Linked DNA regions of Mus musculus: all the other regions are linked to region 2. The links are chromatin contacts, called in public Hi-C and Micro-C maps. All regions are on one chromosome and are shown on one strand. The core of a region is the stretch at or near the end of the contact, and the rest is flanking DNA. Distances in the headings are between cores, read along the strand shown. Region 1 overlaps Ltbp1 (latent transforming growth factor beta binding protein 1). Region 2 overlaps Ttc27 (tetratricopeptide repeat domain 27). Region 3 overlaps Ltbp1 (latent transforming growth factor beta binding protein 1).

Region 1 (3,189 bases), core at 590-3,089, 280 kb before region 2:
TTCAGATATACCAGATACACTTCTTTCTCACCTCCACAGCGAGGCACTTAGCTAGTTAGACATGTGCAAATAATATATATATACACATATATATCCATATCAACACATACACGCAAAATTCATTATTAAATGAAATGACACAACCAAATCCATATAAATCGCATGGGGCCTGCATTAAACTCATTTGTTTCTAATTTCTTTTCTCCATTAGGAACATGTTGCTAAAATCACAAGAGAATAAAGCATTGCTCATATGAATTAATTCCTAGCATCTGCAACAGGGGAATTGAAGGTCGGCAGTGGTATCCAAAGAAAGGCAATTACCCGCAGTGAGGAAAGGAGGTGGTTCAAGGCTGCGCTGCCAAGAAATGACAGATTCTAGTGGACTCAAACCACCCTCTTCGAATTTTGGCATCCTACAGTATAAAAAAAATAATAAGACAGGGGAACACCGAAAAGCCAAGCTTGCCACCTGCTGCCCGACAGCGAAATCTTACTTAAGCAAATCGCACCCATCCACGCTTTCTAAGGCAGCCCCTTTGTACGCTGACTGTTGTGGGTGTTCACACACTGTGTGTATATCCAGCAGTTCTCGCTACTTTTTTTCTTTTTTCTTTTTAAAGAAAGGGTCAAATCTAACTTCTCTTTTTACCAGATAGATACTATTTCCAGTTCTATACATAATCCTCTAAAACCAGAGTGGCTCAAAAAAGAAAGGAGGAGGAGGGAGAAGAGAAGAAGGGGGAGGGGAAGGAGGAGGTAGGGGGAGGAGGGGGAGAAGGGAAAGGAGGAAGAGGAGGAAGAGGAGGAGGAGGAGGAGGAGGAGGAGGAGGAGGAGGAGGAGGAGGAGGAAGGAAAGAAAATAAAATGAAAAAAAAAAGCTTCCAAACTGTTACCCACACTGTGTGTATAATGAATTGAGCGAGCTGCAGTTGTGTTTATTACAGTACCCAGATCAGGGAGGAATGTCTTTGAAAATGTGCCAGCATTGTCCTACGCCCCCATGGCCTGTCATCATTCCAACATGATATAGAATACTAAATCCATTCTGGGATTCATGCAGACGTTAACATCCCAACATTAAAGCACAACGGCATTAAGCAGGTTCATAAATAGTTTATTTTAAATGCATTCACATAATGAAACTCTCAGTAGCAGTTCAGCTGACCCAAAAGGGGAAGAAGAAAAAAACCTCTCAATAATTCCACCATTGTGCTAAGTATTAGCTTTCCACAGTGAAACTTCCAACAATCTTAGCTGCACTAACTCTCACCAGTGTTTTCAAAGGCTCTTGGTAGATCCAGGACTCATCTCTAATTTCACTGATTCTAAGACATCCTGAAACATAAGTTAATTTTAGCACTAAAACACAAAACAACCAACTACCAAATAGTGTCTGTCTTCTAACTCTATACATATTCAACTCCATGTAGTCGGGACATCAAAAAAACCAATCCAGAAGACGAAAGGAAGAAAACGCCATCTGAGAAAAAGATGCCCTGAGAGTGAGCTGCAAGCCACCAAGGACAGCTATTATACAAACCAGACGTAGTCTGTGTGCTCTTCAGAGCTCTGGACCATGGAATAGACCAGCAGCCCCTTGAAAGACGGATGGAAAGCAGGTTTATGACATTGCATTGATAACTCCTGGGGCCTCTGAGGCACACCACTCCAGGCTTGCCTAAGTGCAGAATAAAGCCAAAGCTATTTGAAGAATTCTGTTCATCTGGGATCTACTATACAGCAGACGGCAAAAAATCAACTCACTTTCGAGAGAACATCAGAATCTTAGACTATTTTCTAGTATGCATTACTTTCCTGAACACTAGGGGCAGTGTCTCCATACAAAAAGAAGCCAGCTCAGGGGCAGCCTCTTAGCTTTTAGAGGCTGCCTGCTCTTCTTGGGAAAGAGTAAGCACACATTCTCTGCAAAGTTCTACAGTGGCTATAAATCCCTGAGCTACGGCTGTAGTGTTTCCCATGCAGCAGGAAGCCCTTCGGTGCTGTCACTTAACTGGCCTTACTGGCCACAGCGAGGCAGCTAGAAGCAATTAGTTCGTAAAGGCTAAGGTTTAGTTTACACTTCACATACTACATCTGTGATTCCAAAGAGGACCTGGTATCCATAGGCAATGATTCAGCGAATCACTCATTTATTGATTCCAGGCCCATCAACAGCAGAGCCAGACTTTAACCAAGGATGGCAAATATGTGACTTTATTAGAAGGCACAGATAGCATTGCATGTATTTTGCTCTTTAAAAAGATAGCTGTAGGGGCTAGAGAGATGGCTCAGAAGTTACTTTCTATTCTTGTAGAGGGCCCAGGTTCAGTTCTGAGCACTAATATGGCCCCTTGCATCTGTCTACAGCCCCAGTTCCAGGGAATCCAACATCCTTTTCCAGCCTCAATAGGCATCCAGCATGCATGCGATGGACATGTATACACATTTAAAACACTCATGTACATAAAATAAAAATAAATCTTTAAAATTAAAATATATAGCATATTTACTTATATAAATAAACTCTAGAAATAATATGAAGGAAAGAAAAAGTAACTTCAGCGATCCCTTATTTAGTAAAATGAAAGAATATTTATGCTAGCTGTTAGCATAGTACTTACGAAACATATGGTACATATGAAATAATGATATACGTGAGATTGAAAATCCCCAATATTATTTTGTGTTTTGTTTTGATGTTTGTCTGTTTTTGTCAAAGACTTCCTAACAGAGCTTTGTGTGAGACTTTTTTGGGGGGAGAGGGGCGGGGGAGCATGAACAAATGTCTTTCCACCCCAAAAAGGGCACTAACAAAACATCAAAGATACAATTCCCTCCCACTCTAGCTTAATGAACCAGTGAATTTATTACAGGAGTGGGGATGGCTCAAGACAACCACATCACTGGAAAGTCTGCACAAGCGTGAGGAAAACTTATACCTGCAGACGATTTGGCTACCCTCTCCTTAGCAACTGTTACTGCTTGTATAACCATACGGAGGGGCCTTGTGACTCTCTTAAACTGCAGGAACTTCCTGAGACTTGTAAACTGTGCTTCTTTCCTGAATCTTGTTAAGTTTCATTTTCTTCCTCAGTCTTAACGAGGCTTCTTCCAGGATGAAAGAGTTCAATTCAGAGGGTATAGCTGAAAGCTTCATTATCTCTTTATTTTTTTACAAATAACTTA
Region 2 (3,099 bases), core at 266-2,765:
TTTCCTTTTGTTTTGTTTTGTTTTGTTTTCAAGACAGAGTTTCTCTGTGTAGTCCCGGCTGTCCTGGAACTCACTCTGTAGACCAGGCTGACCTTGAACTCAGAGATCTGCCTGCCTCTGCCTCCCAAGTGCTGGGATTAAAGGCGTGCACCACCACTGCCTCGCCAGTTTTCTGACTTGCTACCCAGAGTTCCTTCTTCCTAAGGGACTGGGGGGCTTGGGGGTGGGAATGGGGCGCTGTCCACATGAATAAACAAGTTCACAATTTCTGCTATGTCCCTTCGGGACCAACTGGTTGGCGTCTGTCTGTCACATGAACTAAAGGTTAACATAATCTAGCCCTAAAGGCACGCCCCGTTCTCTATCCTGTGCCTTCTTCCCTACCTCAGTCTCATGGCACAAATGAAAACAAGCTGTTGAATATAGTTCAACAAACAGGAAATACCCTTAGGCCAAATCCAAGATCACTGCCACCTCTGTTTGGTAGTGGCTTTCCCCAAGACATGCTCCATGCTCTTAAGTCGTGCATCACCATACTTGCACTCTAATATTCCCCTCACTGAAGGAGAACACTCTTTAACCTGTCAGTTTTACTGTCTCCCTAAGGGGATAGTTTCCTTAATTTTCCTTTTACTGTTGTAAAAGAATTCTACTATTGGTTGTTTAATGCTGTTTCTTGTTTGGATGTTTACAGCTATTCTGTTATTTGCCTCTTCTTTCCAGAAAACTTACACCACGTAAGTCATCTGCTCCCGAGACCTTCCCAGAAGGTTTATCTCCCTGTTGGCTACAGATAACGGGCAAGAGTGATTTCTCTCATCACCTTGCAGAGCAACAGGCGGGAGAGACAGTTGCACGTTTGCTGCAGAGAGCTGACTGCACCAGAACTGAGCTAGCCCATACGTATGCTGGCTCTGCTTTTCCGAGCAGTGGAGTGATTGCAGACTCGGCTTTCCACCTTATGCAGGCACAGAACAGACCGGCCTGTGCCATGCCTCTGGGGTTCCTAGGTCTCAGAACCAAGCAGGCATCAGGCAGGGTTTCCACCTTCCCCACTCTATCACGGCCCAGACGCTACCACAGGGTTCTTGGCAGCTGTAAAATTAAGCCTTAGGAGTTTCTTTCTTTTTTTTCCCTTCCTTCCTTTCTTTTTTTTTTCCTTCCTTCCTTTCTTTTTTTTATTGCTAGCCAATATGAGAAAGAAAGAAAAAGACTCTTTTTTTTCTGTACATATTATTCACATATGTCCATCCTGTCTGCTCTTTGAAAAGGGAACACCAACCTCCTTGAATTTTCTACCACAAGTAATAACTTTACGACAGAAATTATTGGGTCACATTTCAAATGTAGATACTTTATCCTTTCAAAAACTAAAATGAGTCAGGCATAGTGTCACATGCCATAAACCCAGTGTTAGGGAGGCTGAAGCAGAAAAATGACAAGCTCAAAGCCAACCTAGCCTACACAGTAAGATCCTGCCTCAAAACAAAAACCACTAAAAGGACAGGCAACATTTGCCCTGTACATAAGGGTGAGTATGGCCCAGGCCTTGGGATGAACCATGATTCAAAGGTCTGACTCACAGGGAGAGCTCAGGAGATTCACTGGGCACCCTGTGCCAGACAGCTCCAATCTTACAACTTTATTCTGCTTCTTCCAATAGCCCAGTGACTCTTTGTTGACGGGAAACAACGTCTACGCTAACAGCTGAAGGTATTCAGGACGCTCTAGACTTGGCCTTGGCCAATATGGCACTGTGTCCTCCACAATCTCCTACAGAGGTCAAACCGAGAAGTTAAGAGCTCTGAAGCTAGGGCAAATGTCCAGGCTGAATATCAACTCCTGTCTTCATCAACTACAGCGGCTGGTACAAACTGACACTTCTAATTCTTCATCTATAAAGTTAGTAAAAACATTAAGGATCTTGGTGATTGTGCCGCTGGCTAAGAGTATCTACAGAGTGCTTAAAAGTCAGTACCTGAAGCCTGGTCATATGTAAAACTCCTTGCTGTGTTACTATTAGGATAGAATAGAATAAAGTCAGAACTCTACAGTCACCAAGAATCTTTGCTTTCTAAATGACTGGTGTTTGCACATGCAGAATATATTATTCCCAGAAGACATGCCCCCAGTTTCACTTCTGTGAATCTAACCCTTCTTTAAGTGCTCAGTGAAAATCACTTCTCCATCAGGCCTTTCCTGACCATCCATTGTTGCTTCATTCGCCTCTAGGCAGCAAAAGCACACTGCCCATTTATTCTACCACTGCTCACAGGGGACTCACACCTCTCCTCTCCCCACTGACACACAAAAAACAAAGGATTGCAAGCCTGCATCTTAACAAGCTTTTGCATCTCTCAATACTGCTAAAGGAATCCACGTTACATCCTAGCTTAGATCATCAGTGCTTTAAAAAGCTCCAGTCTCAGGAAAGCATTAGTCCCGTTGACTGCCCCCTACCACTCAGCACTGCCACTGGCTTCCCTTCACCTTTGTCCACCAGTGTTTCACTTCTGCCTGCAATAAAACAAGGCCGTCTAGTATCTCTTTACTTAGCTGTCTATTCTCGGTTCAGCACTGCATTTGACCACCATCTCCCTAGGAAGCAGGTTACTGATAGTAATCTGCTGTCTCACCGCACCCACTCTTCAGTCCTCAGAGTCTGTTTTTGATCGTCACCAGCAGGCTTCAAGCCAGGGACCAGTTCTTGGCTTTCTATGAATGTTATAGCATTTGGCATCACCCTGATAGTTTCATTTCTATGATCCCTTCCCTTAGTTCTTTCCCCTCTGGCCAATGTGCTGTGTTGACCCGAGTATATTCCATTTCATTTGTATTTCTGGCAGTGTCCTTCTCCTACCTTCCTCCAGTCACTGGAGATGTCCAGAGTACAGGGCTCGGTCTCATATTCTAAGCTGGTACAATGTTCTCTAAGACATTTGCTTACTACTGCAGTTTCAATTTAAGTCCGAGGAGCAGCATCTGCATGCTCTATACAATGGCTTTTCACTCAGGCTTTTAGCTCTAAGGGACTGTCAGCTATCTTTGCTTTAACACAGCACCGTCACCTCCTATTTAACACCCAAAACCATATCACAT
Region 3 (3,413 bases), core at 414-2,913, 440 kb before region 2:
TAGTCCTGAAGCAGGCACTGGTCAAATTGAGATATGCTTTCAACTCTACCCAGCCACACAGAAGACATCTAACCTCTCAGTGTGGCTTTAGGTTTTTCACTTCTAGGCCCAAGACTTGATAAATTATGAGGTCTTCCCAGTATCTACAACTTCCCTATGATGCTAAGAAAATGAAGCAAAGTACTCAGGGCATCTCACATTTAAGGCTCTGGCTTTTCTGGCTGCCTAGAGGACACCTGTTCAGGCCAGTATTTAGTTCTTACAAAATCTGAGATGGGTAGCAAAATACTCATGGGAGGAGAAAAGGGAACTGTGTTGTAGATGATAGGTCAGCAGGGAAGTACCTCGGCTAAGCAGGCACAGGTGCGGGTACCCGTGCACACATAGAACATAACCAGTGTGGGGACCCGGGTCTGCTCAGTGCTAGCCACGCTCCTGCAGGGTTTTGCCACAAGTTAAGAAATGGTAAGCATTCCAGTAGCTTGAAAGAGTAAGTAAAAACTTTACCAATCACATATCAGTATGCCCTTAGCCACCTGGAGAGAGCAGGACATCACACATCTACCATGTAACTGTCACATGCTGGGCCCCGGAGCATCATGTGACAAAAGAACTCAAGCTTCTACCCAGGGGGTCCACATCAGTACATTCCAAAAGCCTTACCTTGACAAAAGGTGTTGTTAACCCGTTTATATCCTTGTAGGCATTCCATCATTTGAGTATATCCATGATAGGCTGTAAATGGCGGGAAGAAAAGCATTCATTATGATTTAAGTTCTTGTGATCGGAAGCTGCTAGATGTGGTGCCATTTACCACACCAATAGATTGACCATTTACAAGCTATGAGTACCAACAGAGACTTCCGCCTCATGCTTGCATGCTTGTTCTCAGTGTGCTTCCTATTGCACTAGCTGTATTCCTAGGAAGTTGACAGGAAACCTTTACTGTATTAACTGAACGTTAAGACTGCTTTGTATTATCTTCTAATTCGTTATTAAATATTCCCATCATAAGATGCATTCCCCTACAGATACTTGTTTCAAGAAACAGTGGGCTAACAGGGGAAACATTGGCATGTGGAAGTTGCTTCATTCATCCATTGGCCTCAAGTCCAGTGTTGTCCCCTACAATGAAGACACCAATGTGGGTGCCTACAGAAACCGGGACCTCAGTTGCGAGTCCTTCAGTGACAAAAGGATCATATTCAGCAGTCTCTTCAAGGCATGGAGCCAGACCAGATGACCTTGTCTCCCTCTGCTTAGGATTCTAAGCCAATTTTCTTCTAAAACTTTGAGGAGACAATCGACTTGTTCACACTAAGCACATCGCTAATAGATGATAAACTAGTTAATGAAACAATTTGTAGATTTAAAATTGAGTTTTCAATAGCAAAAAGAAAATTATTGACAATGAAAGGTTTTTGCATGAGGCTAAACAAAACTTCATTAAATGAAAGCCACGTGAAAGTTGAGGTTTGAACTATTTGGAGAAAAACAAAACAAAGTACAAACTAAACAAGGTCATGGAACCCCAACCATCATATATAGAAGCCAAGGACCGTCTGCTCTCTTCCAGCATGAATACCATTTAGAGAGTAGTGCCAAACAAGGGAAGGAAAGATCTTAAGAAGAATGTGACCTTGAGTGTGCTGCTTGCTGGTGAGTCACTTCAGACAGTATAAGCACAGCAAATGCCAGGATGTGAGAGTTCACCTCACTCCTCATCCCTACCACTCTGAAACCAAAGCCATCTCTTCAATTCAGACATCAAATGAGCCACGGGCTTATTTTCACCAACGTTTTTGTTAAAAAGGGCGACTCTGTACTTTCCCATTCCGCTGAAGTCATCGTCAGTACTGAGCTGTGGCGCTAACAACACCATATAAAGCAGTGGGTTCCTGCCCAGATGATGCAATGCTAGAAACAAATGGCTGGAGGTCAGGAATAATAATAGCCTTAGGAATTAAGGGGGGAGATGATGTGAACCCCTTTACTCCTAACATCTGTCACTCTCGGCTCCTTTGGAATTTAGAAAAGAGAAAAAAATAGAAATAGCTAAGATTGGAGAAAAGGCACAAAGCAGCCAACAAATGGAAAAAGAAAAATAAAGGGGAAGAAGAAAAATATATAAAGAAACAGAAGGAGACCAGAACGCAGGTTGGAGGATCCTCTCTCACCCCCATCCTTAGACCTAACAGGGGGAAACATGTCTCTACCACAACAGCATTAGACAAACACACATGACAAATGAATGGGGCAGATGGCAGTGTGCTTTTAGCCATTTAGATACAGATTCCAGGTTAATGACTCATCAGAATCAACAGCGAATGACAGCGGGAGGCAGTCACGTTTGTGTCACCCCAACTCTAAAACACCAAGTTCTTCAAATAATTTCAAATGTATCCCAGAGGTCCCTTCAGTCAGAGAACCAAAATAATTTAGGTAAACAGGTCTTTAAGTAATGTGGGATCGTTATCATTCAACCAGCCTGCTTCGTGGAAATCCATCTAACTAACCATCATCCGGCCCCCTTGGAAAATCCATGTGAGACATTCTTTGACTACTGAGGATCTCATGGGACTTTTTTCTCTCTTTAAGGAAGAACCAATGTTCACAAACTTTAGCAGGAATTTCTAACAAACGCTAAGTAGTGTCAACAAATTGAATGAATACTTCAGGTAATCAGAGACCCTGTATGTTTGAGAAACTAGGAATCAGAAGGGCAGACAAAGGAAGAGGTGGTTTACAGAAAATTACCATGCTGGGAGAGTAGTTTTAAAAAGACAAGTAGTAGGTTTTTTAGGTTAAACAAAAAGGTTTAAAGGGCAAGTGAGAAGTTGGAGAGATGGCTCAGTAGTTAAGAGCACTTGTTGCTCAGTTTCCAGCATCTACACGGTGGCTCATGCCATACATAACTCTACTTCTAGGGGATTTGACACTTTCTTCTGAACTCTGTGGGTACCAGGCACAAATGGGATACACATATAAGCATGCAAGCAAAACATGCATATATATAAAATAAAAATACTTAAAAGGGTTTTAAAGACAAGCAAGAGTATCAATTCAGTCGATAAATAAACATCATCTGACTGTAGCAAATGAGATGTCCCTTTAAGATGAGAGGGAGAGACAATTATAAAAGTCTTTATAAAAGCTTTATGAAACTGATGACTGAGAAGAAAAAAAGGAAGAAAAAGTCAGTTGGGGGGGGGGGAAGAACAGAAGTTTAATAAAACTCACCCTGAAACAAGTTAGTACTGCCTTTCTAAAATGTGTTTCTTTGAAATCTGTCAGAGTTAAGACTACATTCAAAGACAGAGCTATCATCTTTTGTAGAGAAGAGGGCAATGGATTGATGTAAACCTGGATTTATTCAAGTAACAGTTTCTGTAAAACACTCTGAGGGCTAATCA

The links. Hi-C and Micro-C count contacts between places; a contact is called where the count stands out from the background.
Region 1: a Micro-C map of granulosa cells shows a contact between it and region 2, with 2.8 times the contacts expected there. The contact joins two enhancer-like sites. A contact is called at or near these places in 2 of 39 promoter capture datasets (the 3T3-L1 cell line and hippocampal neurons), 4 of 15 datasets of contacts at CTCF or cohesin (embryonic stem cells, hippocampal excitatory neurons and pro-B cells), 99 of 484 Hi-C or Micro-C datasets (the 3T3-L1 cell line, 3T3-L1-derived adipocytes, the AML12 cell line and 45 more) and 7 of 115 datasets of contacts at active chromatin or transcription factors (the HL-1 cell line, astrocytes, cardiomyocytes and 3 more).
Region 3: a Hi-C map of the C2C12 cell line shows a contact between it and region 2, with 2.1 times the contacts expected there. The contact joins two enhancer-like sites. A contact is called at or near these places in 2 of 484 Hi-C or Micro-C datasets (the C2C12 cell line and cortical neurons) and 2 of 115 datasets of contacts at active chromatin or transcription factors (bone marrow-derived macrophages and embryonic fibroblasts).

The regions. Positions count from the first base shown.
Region 1 is chr17:75,086,206-75,089,394 of GRCm38.p6, reverse strand. The region is part of intron 3 of Ltbp1 (latent transforming growth factor beta binding protein 1); the gene reads right to left. Among named protein-coding and RNA genes, the nearest start is that of Ltbp1, 82 kb to the right of the region's middle. Within about 2 kb of position 1,839, at least 64 of the 459 cell types and tissues checked have an H3K27ac peak or open chromatin away from gene starts, as enhancers often do. A contact at or near this core is called in granulosa cells, where this site is marked.
Region 2 is chr17:74,807,572-74,810,670 of GRCm38.p6, reverse strand. The region is part of intron 13 of Ttc27 (tetratricopeptide repeat domain 27); the gene reads right to left. Among named protein-coding and RNA genes, the nearest start is that of Ttc27, 91 kb to the right of the region's middle. Within about 2 kb of position 1,515, at least 27 of the 459 cell types and tissues checked have an H3K27ac peak or open chromatin away from gene starts, as enhancers often do. A contact at or near this core is called in the C2C12 cell line and granulosa cells, where this site is marked.
Region 3 is chr17:75,249,666-75,253,078 of GRCm38.p6, reverse strand. It overlaps Ltbp1 (latent transforming growth factor beta binding protein 1), which reads right to left. Exons shown (of 34, transcript NM_019919.4): 9 at 664-735. Among named protein-coding and RNA genes, the nearest start is that of Rasgrp3, 180 kb to the left of the region's middle. Within about 2 kb of position 1,663, at least 38 of the 459 cell types and tissues checked have an H3K27ac peak or open chromatin away from gene starts, as enhancers often do. A contact at or near this core is called in the C2C12 cell line, where this site is marked.